Regions from separate parts of the Triticum aestivum genome. Here region 1 is linked to region 2. A link is a contact called in public Hi-C data. All regions are on one chromosome and are shown on one strand. Each heading gives the region's core, a stretch centred on a gene start, on an enhancer-like site or on the middle of the called end of the contact. The rest is flanking DNA. Distances are from core to core; before and after follow the strand shown.

Evidence for each region. Hi-C and Micro-C count contacts between places; a contact is called where the count stands out from the background.
Region 1: a Hi-C map of leaf shows a contact between it and region 2, with 5 times the contacts expected there. The contact joins the promoter of LOC123060156 here to the promoter of LOC123060133 in region 2. A contact is called at or near these places in 4 of 5 Hi-C or Micro-C datasets (leaf and root) and 1 of 1 datasets of contacts at active chromatin or transcription factors (leaf).

The regions. Positions count from the first base shown.
Region 1 is chr1A:497,570,877-497,576,893 of IWGSC CS RefSeq v2.1, forward strand. It overlaps LOC123060156, which reads left to right and starts at 3,874. Exons shown (of 13, transcript XM_044482743.1): 1 at 3,874-4,148; 2 at 5,210-5,434; 3 at 5,565-5,973. The coding sequence starts at 5,214.
Region 2 is chr1A:497,223,462-497,229,274 of IWGSC CS RefSeq v2.1, forward strand. LOC123060133 (thioredoxin H5) reads right to left here and starts at 3,304. Exons shown (of 5, transcript XM_044482710.1): 1 at 2,310-3,304; 2 at 1,455-1,513; 3 at 1,196-1,309; 4 at 952-1,074; 5 at 621-863. The coding sequence starts at 1,472. The coding sequence ends at 687. LOC780682 (ubiquitin-conjugating enzyme E2-17 kDa) reads right to left here. Exons shown (of 5, transcript XM_044482691.1): 2 at 5,745-5,813; 3 at 5,487-5,614; 4 at 4,260-4,364; 5 at 3,537-3,939. The coding sequence ends at 3,796. LOC123060111 (serine/threonine-protein kinase STN8, chloroplastic) reads left to right here. Exons shown (of 3, transcript XM_044482682.1): 3 at 1-482. The coding sequence ends at 275.

The sequences.
Region 1 (6,017 bases), core at 2,624-5,123, 350 kb after region 2:
TTCTTTAAAACCCAATGGAAAAAATAGAAAATATGACATATGATCTATAAGAAGATATTACCTCATTAAAAACCGTTTTGAGAAACTTCAAGAGAAACTCATAAGGAAAAGAGTGTGATTTGATTGCCATCGAAAACTTCTTTAAAACCTAGTGAGAAAATATAAGAAGAAAATGATATGGCGTATACGCACACTTGTGTTTATATTGTCTCGTTAAAAACCTTTATGAGAAATCGTTAGAGAAAACTCATGAAGGAAAAAAGAGTATAACATGTGCAATCTGATGACTGTTAACAGGTTATAGGTTTGGGACATTACTCACCCTCCCATGAACTTTGCAAATGTGGATGATGTGGCATACCAATTCAATTGACATGATTATGACATTGTGAACAATCTATTGGATTTTCACAATATTTTGTTTGCAAATTGTTTTCTCACTCTTTATAATTTGTGAGGATAAGTAAATTCAGAGCAATGTGCTTTTGCTTTTAGGATTGAAAGGAAGTGGACGATTAGTCCTTTAATTGTATTGATCTCAAGATATATATACATGTTCAAGGGATGCCTCCAAAAGGCAGCAGTTACAAGATTAAAAGAGAGGGGGAAGAGTCGCGTCTGTATGGACACATTTTTTTGTTTTCAAAAAGGGGAAGAGTCATTTTATTAATTATTCACAAAGACATTACAAGGTAATACATTAATAAGTCTGAAGCCATTATCTTGACAACATCTGTCACTACTCATAACCACTTGACGACGGGTTGCCGATTGTCCAAGCCGAATACCAAATAGACCTCGCACCAAAGATTAACATCTAAAGCCGGAGGCCCCAGCCAAGCCTCATACCGGGTCTGGGACACATACCGGTCCGATGCACTCTTAGAGGTCGCCGCCGCCGACTTCCACCGATCCATCTTCATAGCAGGTACTGAAGCATCGACCTTGCTAGTCTGCCGTTGACGTCATCATGACGCCAGACAGCACCGCCACCCTGCCCTTGTCCATCACTACGCGTTCACCGTTGAGACCCCATTGCTTCATGCCGCCGAGAGACACCGCTGTCTGTATGGACACATGTGTCCGTACGAGACGTCTATTCGGGGTTGGACACACCGCTTCGCTAATGTTGTTTTACTAATGATGAATTGTTAGCTAGCACGTGTCAATTAAACTATTCCTAACGGATTTCATCCAAAGTTGGATCACAGTAACTCATGCATGTCGACTAACTACGACTAGATTAACCAGTCAATCTGTCCTCGGCTAACATGCGGGTAATCGAATTGAATATTATAGACGTTGCGCGTAAGTAACCGAGGAGCTCAACGGCACTACTACGTCCTACTACCCCGATGGAAAGGTCCACGGATCATGCGCCAATTATGATCTACTGTATGCCAGTACATCCACCTACAACAAGAGCTTCGCAATCACATCACCCAACTAAGTACGCGCAAAGCGACGCCGGTGATCACTTACAGCGGTGGCAAAATCGGTCGACCAGCGTGCACATGGACGCCATCACATCGGTCCCTGGATCCATCCGCTCCTTTTCCCGATTCAGTTTCCGGCACGGCTGGCTGCCTTTTGGAGTGGGCGCCCAGCGTACCGACCTCCTACCCGGGGTACGCAAATGGCCGATGCCCTGTACCGCGTACGTACAAGAGCAAAGTTCAGAGCGCGAGAGACATAAAAAAGACGAGACGATCCAGTGGCTCTGGCTTTTGTTTTGGCCTTTTGCTTCCGTGCTTTGCTAATGGCATGGGTAATGGCGACCCATACGGATGATGAGGATGCATGTGATGGATGGATCCGCCGAGTGGTTGCAACGCAAAGCTGCTGCATCCGTGGATGGACATGGACTCGGTCGGATCTGGTCGACGTCCGCGGGGCGGCACGCACCGATGCATGACCACGAGTGATGTGTTGAGCACATGCCATGGCGGTCGTGGCCTGCGTTTGCCAAGGCCCAAGGGGGTGAGGCGTAGGTAGGGTCCGATTGGGTGTGTATCCAACTGACGGGGAGCCATCAGTACGCATGCATACGTAGATCACAGCTTGCAATTCATCGAAAGAATTGCTTTTTCCCGCAAAAAGGAGGATAGCAGCATCCACGCACACACAATAATACAGATTATGCACACCTTGGCGGGGTCGGCGTCAATGGCCTTGGCAGCAGGCAGGAGGTGCTGCCGCGGCGAGGTCCGCGGCATCCGTCACCACCGGCCCTGGTATTGGCTGCTCGCCCCATCCCTGCTTGGCTGTATGGCAGATGCTGCAGATGCCTTGCTCCTGGGCATTGTGCGGCTGTTTGCAGAGATCCATTTAGATGCTCCCGATGTTTGCAGAATGGTTACCTTGCACGCGGGTGCCGTAACCCCTGGCGTCCTCTCAGCTAGCTGGCATGCCTTGCCATGCCGCGTCTCGGCATCGAGCATCGTCAAGCTCCAGCTTCCTGTGAAGGTTCAATGAAGTTCATGCTCCCCTCCGAGGCGCTTCGTCGTGGGTCCTAAGCGTCTATCGTCCCTGGTACTGCTGTCTCAGCTACCTTGTCTGATGTGGAGCTACAGTTCAAGATGCTGCAAGGCTTGATGGCACGTGTTGAGAGCTTTTTGGAGCGGGCGGAGGCTACTCTGACCAAGCTCTCCCTTGTGCCGGCTATGTTGCCGACTGCTCCGATGTCGCGACCTCCTGTTGTTTCTGGTGTTTGTTCCGTGGGAGACAAGGGGACGGAGCTCTTCGGTTGTTTCTCCCCTCGTACTGGGGTCAGTTCTTCGCCAGTGTCTGTCTTGCCCCTTGTGTCAGGTATTGTTGAGGGTGAGGCCTTCGCCGGGGTCGTCACCCCTGTGCTGCAGGTCATGCCCGAGCTTCAACAACTATGTGTGAGACCAGCTTCGCCTCCGTCTGTGGAGCATATGGAGGTCGACGCGCCAGCGACCTCTTGTGAGGGACATGATTCTCCTTTGTCATGTGAGCAACTGGAGGCACCTGAGTCCTTTGTGTCGGTGGTGCCTGAGTCCATTATGTCAGGGGTACCTGTGGCTGATGATGTTGAGGTGGTTAGTATGTTGGCGCCTGATCCTTCAGCGCCCAGCCAGCCGCTCGCCTCTGTGGACCGTGGAGGTTCCGACGTTGCAGTCACCGACTCGCATGTGGCCGTGAGGTACGAGGCGTCTGTGCGGGACAAGGTTGATGAGATTCTCTTCGAGATTGAGATTCACAGTTTGCTCAAATGTTTGGAGAGGGCTAGCCCCGGATCTGACAAGACAATTGTGGAGGAGGCTCTCAGGAGCAAAGCAAAGAAGAGTGGCGCCACAGGAAAGGCGTCCGCAGCAGCTTGATGATTCGGTGCATTTTGGTGAAAAGCATGGTCTTTAGCGAGGTTCTCTTGTTGGGGTCTTCTTTGCGATGTAACAGTGTGAGGGTTGATGGACCTTGCGTGTTCGGTTTGGTTGTCGGGTTGATCGTGTGGTTATGGGGTTGCATGCTCTGTGAGTAGTCCACATGTGGTAAGTTTATATCGGTTTTCGCCCGGTTTTCTTCTAATTAACCGGGCAATTCTCTTTTGCTTAATTAATCGATGAGGCAAATCTTTTGCCTCCGTTTTAAAAAAAAATACAGATTATTCAACAATGCTAAGTAAAGTCAAAACATTGATGCCAAATGAAACACGTACAAGAAAAAGAAAACGAGGCCAACTGCCTCGAGGTGGAATCTACATTGACCTATCACAAAAACCTAGTACCATGCGACGGAACAACGAAATTTTTTAGGAAAACGCTTATTCGCAGCCGGATGCACGCAGCCATCTGAGCGACCGTCTCGCGCGCCGTCGGATCGCGTGGCATAGGACGGTGCGGACGCGTTCTTTCCAGGTGTGTGGACGCGCGTGCCTCAGGTGATTTTTTTTGCTTCCATCCCCGTTAGCTCGGCGTCCCTGTCTGCTTCCATCGTTTTCCATCCCCATCCCCCTCTCTAGCTCTGACGACGGTGCAGTCGAGTCCGAGATCTAGGATCGTGGCAGTGGCGGGGGGACTGGATGCTGCCGGGACGACCGGCGGCGAGCATCATCGGGCGGCGCCGAGCATCGTCGGCCATGGCGCCGAGCTACACGACCCCCTTGTTTTTGCGGCGGCGGACGACAGGTATGGTGGCCTGCAATTCGCAGCATTTTTTCTCCCCCGCCTGATTGATCTCCCTTCAGAGCTTAATTCCCAGTAGTTCCCAACGCTGGACGAGTAGATCCGGGCCGAATGCATGGTAGAGATTAATTTGGTTTCAGTTGAGCCGTTGCTCCCTCCAGGTCGCCAAATTCGTCCCCATTTCACCTAGGGTTTTTTGTGTACATCAGATTAATTTGGTTCCATGCTGTAGCTAGGGTTTATAGTTGAGATTTTAGAGGTAGGGGACAAGGTTGTAGTGGTAGGTGATGAGATTTTTAGAGTTGGACATGGAGCTTCGTCTGGCAGCCAGTTCAAGAGTTTGTCCCAAGGCGAATGAGAGAGCGAACATGCAAGCAATATTCATCACATTTTTCTCTGGTGAATGAAGTCTGTTCTCTACAACTTACTTGCTGCAGACCACCTTTTTTAACAATAAACTTCCAAAATGTGATGAATATTGCTGCAAACCACCTATTTAACTATAAACTTCCAAAATACCAGCATACTTTACGGTGTAAATATGATTTTTTTTGAACATTATATGTGTGTCATGTAAGAGTGGCATAAGCTTACAGACTTAGTGCTAGCATTTATGTCTGGATAATAATCATCTGCAAAAACATGGAATATGCCAATATACATACTTGAGAATTGAAATAATAATATGGATAATAATCTGTAGATGGGTCTAGCTAAAAGAGGAGGGTGTACCTAGCTTTTGTAGATGGGTCTATCTGAAAGTGGAGTTTTTATAGTTGAGATTTTAGATGTAGGGGTCAGGGTTGTAGTCGTAGGTGTTTAGATTTTCAGAGTTGGATGACTAGATTTCTCAGTGGTCTAATTTTGTGATGATGCTATCTGCTCAGTAAAGATTAGGTTTATGCTGCATTTTTTTTGTTTGTTTAGATGCATTTTGTTGTTTAAATTAGGTTGTTTTAGATGAAAGTCAGTGCAGCCAGTGTCTTATTGTTTGTTTTATTTCTACATATATACAAGATTTTTTTCCATCTTATAGTGTTTTTGCTTCATGTAATTTTTTGCAGCTACATGTCAGACGAAGAAGTAATGGAGTCTGGTACTGCATTCAGCCAACGTTTTGCAGCAAAACGCTTGCGCGGAGTTGCGAAGACAAAACTCAATCCCACCAAGAGGCACTACATTAATGAAACTGGCTTTGGTGATCTGATGACCATTTCACATTTCAAAGCGCCACCTGATCTGATGGAGTGGTTAACTATGAACATTGACACTGAAAAGCGTGAGCTCAGGTATTGCACCCACCTCATTTCTTCTTTTTTCTCCTACATCATGCATGTCTGCAACATATACTTTCTTTTCTTTCTTAGGTTATGTTTTTGTTAGTAACCAATGAATACATTTTTATTTGTGGGTTTTCAGGCTGAGTCGGACTAAGGTGATTGTGTTTACTAGAGACATGGTGAAGAAGGTTTTCAATATCCCATCAGGCAACAGACCAGTTGAGCTTTTCAAGAGACACGAGCAGTGTGAGCTACGCAACATTTATCATAAGAATGGCAGGGCTCCAATTGCGCATACAGTGACTGTGCTTCACCGAGCAAGGAATGATGATGGCGATACTACGAAGAGATCATGGGTGCTCTTGGCGCTTGCAACCGTTTTAACTCCAAGCACTGGAAACATGGTGCCTCTAGAGTACTTGAAAAGCCTTGTAGAAATGGACAAGGTTGCTGAATTCGCTTGGGATGAGCATGTTTTAAGTGTTGCAATGAGAGAGGTCAAGAAGTGTCAGGACAAGATAAAATCACAAGCTACTTCTTCATTCTGGGTTGGGGGCTGTTTCCCTATGCTTGCAGTATACTTGCTTTTCTT
Region 2 (5,813 bases), core at 2,054-4,553:
CGGCCCTCAGGTCCCCCTCCGGCCTCAAGAACTTCAACTCCGAGCTCAAGGCCGCCGGCTACGACCTCAACAGGTGGCGGGAGACCACGCGCCGGAGACCCGACCTGCAGATCCTGGACCTCGACTCCGGCAGGGGCTGGGACCTGGCCACCAAGCTCATCGCGCAGCGGGAGAAGGGACGCCTCTCCGCCGCCGCCGCGCTCCGGCACCCCTATTTCCTGCTCGGCGGTGATCGGGCCGCCGCCGTCCTGTCAAAGCTGCAGCTCACCAAATAATTGATACGTCTGGCTTCATTGAACAAGCGACCAAACCCCTGCATATAGTTTCTATATAGATGATAAATTCTGTCCTGAGTCCTGACATGAGTGAGACGCAAGATCACCAATGGCATTGGCAATTTTGTTGTACAGTCATGATTTCATGAGATCTCAAGGCATCTGGCTGGTATCAATCAATCAGTACATCGTTTTTGTGCGAGTTCATATGGACAGCGTGTGTGGCGCAAAGTTACAGATGCTGGGCTAACTTAATTTACTGCTGATCGAGTGTGGACGCTACCAAGAAATCCTACTTCTGCTGGTCAGTTTCTCGAACCTACGTATGCCGCCGAGCAGGCCCTTGCTGATGCTCCCAGCCAATGGAGGCCGTGCTCGTCCTGAAGCTCTATCGACTGGCAGGCAGGAACATCAGGTTTTGTCCTCGAAAGACTGTTTACTCATGACTTCGTCGCCTGGCCGGCAGTATGGTTCGAACTTCTGCTGAAGATCGACCTGGTTCCCCCCCACCAGCTTGTCGATCTCCTTGTTATCTCTCAAGAAGATGAATGTCGGCGTGGCACGTACGTCGAATTGCGTGACCAGTTCCTGACAAAAAGCATATATCGAAATGACATTTAGTTTGGGCATTCGCTCAAAGGTAAAGTAGCAATGAATTGGCGGAACATTTGTGTACCGGTAGTTCGTCTACGTCCACGGACACGAAAACAAGATCGGAATGCTTCAAAGAGAGTTCGGAGTATGCAGGAGCAGCGATCCTACACGGGCCACACCATACTGCGCTGAATTTTACAACAAGCTGTGCAGTTGAAAAATGCCAACGTGGTTAATCAATACAGTTGAAGGGATTCGAAATTGGAAATTGCATGCACCTATATATCCTTGTGTCCAGAGTATGAGTTAGGTTGTAGGCTACTTACTGTTTTATTGGCGTCAGTTGCATCTTCCAATTTCTTCTCCCAACTCTTTAGATCAGTTATAAGAGTCACATTCCCAGAGCTGTAGTCTAGGTGTTCCTCCTCATCTACAGGGTTCTGCAAAGGGAAGCATAACCAAAGAACTCGATTTACTAATGTATAACTCGATAAACGGCTTCCTTACAATACAGATGCTAGTGCACGATTCAGTTATCAAAGTTGCCAGTTGTAAATGAGATGTATGTGAGTAAAAACTACTCACGCTGCCGCAGCATCCCATTGGTTCGAGCAAATCCGTCAGGATGTCCGGACTCCTGGACTCTGGTACACGAGGAGGAAAAAGAGGTATATTTTCAGTGCTGATTTCACTATTTGACTGAATAAAAGATAACATGATACCAAATATATCAAATATGATTAACATAGCTAGCTCTAGATGGCGAAATGGTGAATATAAATATGTACTACTACCTCTGTAAAGAAATATAAGAGAGTTTAGATCACTAAGGGAGTACCTCTGTTCTTGAATATAAGACGTTTTGACAGTTTAAATTGAAGTGTCAAAACTTCTTATATTTAGGAACAGAGGGTGTACATACAAATGGTGAATGGCACTTCAATTCTTCCAAACAATGGCCAGAGACTGCAGAAATATGAACAAGAAGAGACCAGCTAAAAACGTGCTGTTTGTTTTAGATAGAAATTGAAACAGATTTGATGTCCGCAAGTCACAACCACAGCAAATCCAATAGAACTGAGAAGTTTGTTTCGACGATAGCGAATTTTGCTCAACATATTTGCCTGAATCCGCGTGCTACAGCTTCAGACAATCCTAGGGTGTCAATTTTTTCATCCAAAGGAGATACATTCATTAAATTGGAGGAGACCTCCAACAACAATATGACCGTTTGAACGCCAAAGAAATGAACTTTTGTTGACCTACTAATCCTAGAAAAAACATACGGTTACCACATTGCTTAGATGTATATTGTAGATTAAAAAGAAATGCCATGATATGGAACCGGCAAATAGCTTTCGGCAGCCATGCATGCAGCCTGCTTATTACTACATTGCTGAGAGCAGAATGAAATGCACATATCCATCAATCCATGCATACCTTGGCAGGACCAAGAAGCCTACGTTCCGCCTCCTGACGATGGGGGATCCAACCGAAGATTGAGATTTCCCCGCGTTGGATGCCTGCCGGCCGTCGTCCACGGCAAGCCCACCCCGGCGGGCGGCGGGGGCTCGGAGAGAGGCGGGTGGCGCCGGGGCGGAACGGCCCTTGCCGTTAATAGCAGCAGCTCAAACCGTCGAAACCGGAGGGCGTGGTGACAGGGGATCTGCAAATAGGCCGAGGGAGGGAGCGGCTGGGAACGGGGTTCTGGGAAGGGAAGACGTACGCGCGCGCGCGCGCGGGAGAGGGAGGGCGAGAAAGAAAAGAGGCGACCGACCCCCTCCCACGTCCAAAATTAGTTTGGTGTGAACTGTGGAGGAAGGTGCCTGCTGTGCTGTCGTTTTAGGCCTGCGAAATGGAGCAAACTGGACGGCGGCGACGTGCATGGCCGTTCTGCCGGCGCAGCACAGCACAGCACAGCGCCAGGACGTGACAAGGTAAGGCACACGGCGGTGCTGGCGCCGGTCAGCGGTGGCGGCAGAGCACAGTATTTCGGGTGGCGGTGGCCCTCCTGGCTCTGCTGGTTTGCTGCTGCGCCTTGACACTCTTATTTGCCGGCTTGAGTTTGTATATGATTTTTCATAACCCGTTTTCCACTTATTAAGCACTGGTGATTAAGCATAAGCCGATTTATTTTTCAAACACCTACCTTTAAGCACTCAAAACATCTAAAAATAAAGGCGCACGCACCGCGCTGCTTGCGATTTCTCAGCAAACCTGTCGTCTTCACATGCTACTCTGTTTCATTCCTAAATATAAGTCTTTATAAAGATTTTAATATTGACTACATACGGATGTATATAAACATAGTTTAGAGTGTAGATTCACTCACTTTGCTCCATATTGTAGTCCATATTGAAATCTCTAAAAAGACTTTGCATTTGTCTTGAATTAAAGCTAGTAAACTTTTGAAAAATTACTGACACCTACAATATCTAATCAATGCTAGTAACATTAGATTCATCATTGAATGAATGGTCAAAGTTTAGAAAGTTTGACTTGGGGCAAAGCAAATATGCAGAGCCAACACGTTTTGCAGCGAGCTTCTGGTATATTGCAAGTTGCAACTACCCTTGATGCTTTAGCTGCGAACAACAACAAAACTGAACATACATACATATCGAAACATGACCTAAAACCAAAAGAAGATAAATCTGGACAAGGTCATGAAGCAAACATGTTTTAATGAACATTTACCAAATAACACCAACACCGATGAAGGTTAACCCAACAAGCATAGGTGAATAGGCTGATAGGCATGCATGTCTGCCGATACTAGTGGCAATTGATGATAGGGCCGACGCCGAATGCAATTTACAATCCTTGAGGATCGGATTACACACAACCAGCAACAAATCGAAGAAACAATGGCCCATAAATATTTTTCTTGAAGCGACATTTCAGTTGTCCACGATGCAGGTCTTCTTCAACCCATGGCGTACTTCTGCGTCCAGCTGCGGGCTGTCGTCTCGTACTTTGACCGGTCCGTCTTGTACATGTGGGCAATCTCAGGAACAAGGGGATCATCCGGGTTGGGATCGGTCAGCAGGGAGCAGATAGAGAGCAAGACCTGTACAACATCAAAACATGCAACAGATCAATAATGGACAGCAAGCGGTTTATGATGGTGGTTTCTGGGAAAGTGCAAAACTGAACAAACATGCACTCCTTTTGGCTTATGAACAACTTATCAGTCTCACATGTTAAACAACAAAAGTGTCCCTAAATATTGCAGATTTTCACAAGGATATGGCAGGGATAGCATGTAGCAAACAAGTAATGCAAAAAATAGTGGTACTGGAGCAGACTTCTACAAGTGACTTGTATTTTTAGTAAGCATATAGAGAGTTATGTGTGCAAATAGAAAATGAGGATGGAGACGAGGATGACCTTGGAGATCGTCAAAGCAGGGCTCCACTGCTCCTTAAGAATATCAAGGCATATGCTTCCATTGCTGTTGATATTAGGATGGAAGACCTTTGTCTTAAAAGATACCTAAAAAGAGAACATACCAATTAAAATGGCACAACCATGGATTAAAATGCATTGTAGGGAGGAATATCGACACCTAAACATTAGAATACTGCACTTAGCAATGTACAAATAGCAACAAATGATGCATCCAAACACCACATGGTCCTACTAAGTTCTTCAATGTGGATTTTAGTCAAGAAGGAAGATTGAGACGAAACAAAATAATATCAGGTGTTGTCTACCATATGCTATATATGTTAGCAACAGCAACAAGATCATAATAGTGCTGTCATAAACAACATCATCCATGCCATTATAGCATGTCTATCCCACCTCATGAAAACTGAAAAGTGATTGTGTTTACTTTAAGATAAAATAAACTGGACGAAAGACACAAACAGGACAATCCTGTAAACCAAATTATGAACAGGACAATCCTATATACCAAATTACTAACAGTGTTGCAACTTTGAAAGACCACATCCATGTTAACTATATATATAACCAAAAGATGATTTTATGGCGATCCATAAAAGGGCCACACTGATAGTTATAATACCATGAGTGGACATTGAGAAAAGCATTAACAGGAAAGTGCACACAGCGCCCATCAGGAGTACTCCCTCCGTTCGGAATTACTTGTCGCAGAAACTGATGTATCTAGACGTATTTTAGTTCTAGATACATCCATTTCCAAGACAAGTAATTTCGAACGGAGGGAGTACATGTTACGCCCCCTCTACGCAAAAAGGTGATCATAAGTGTTATGGGCATGACAGGCCCAAAAGAGTCACAAAGAAGGCAAATATGGCAGCAGATAAAGATTAATTAGCTGTTTCCTTCGTAAGCAAGTTATATTCTAGAGATCAGAGATTGAGATTGATATCTCCTATTGTTTATGTGTCGCAGTTAATATTCTATTATTAGGATTTCTACTCTATAAAAGGGCAGGTGAACCAGCGAGATTAATTGACTAAGAAAATAGAACCATTGTTGTTCTATCTAGGCGGGAGTGTAACTCCCTGGATGAGCAGGGTGGAAATAACAGATAAATTTCCAGATTACAATATCAAGGACTATGAAAGCAGGCAGAGCACACATAATGAGGGTTTACAAATACGAGGATGCTTCTAAGTCCTATACCTTTGGTGGCTTGAAGGGGTAATCCGGAGGGAAATGAATGTTCACTAAGAAAACACCGCCGGCATAGGGACTGTCAGGGGGTCCCATAATTGTTGCTTGCCAATGAAACATGTCCTCACCAGCAGGACCTAAACAATTTACAAACAAGAAATAGAGTCCATGAGATGGCATGCCAGGATAAAGCAGGGAACAAAAAGGTGTGAACGAAGATAGTGTTATATGGCGTAGATCTCCAATGGAAACAAGTCAAATTCAAACCTGCACTGCATGATGTGGGCGGGTCCTTCTGCAGGTCCTTGAGTTCCTTGAGGATGCGCTTTGATGCCA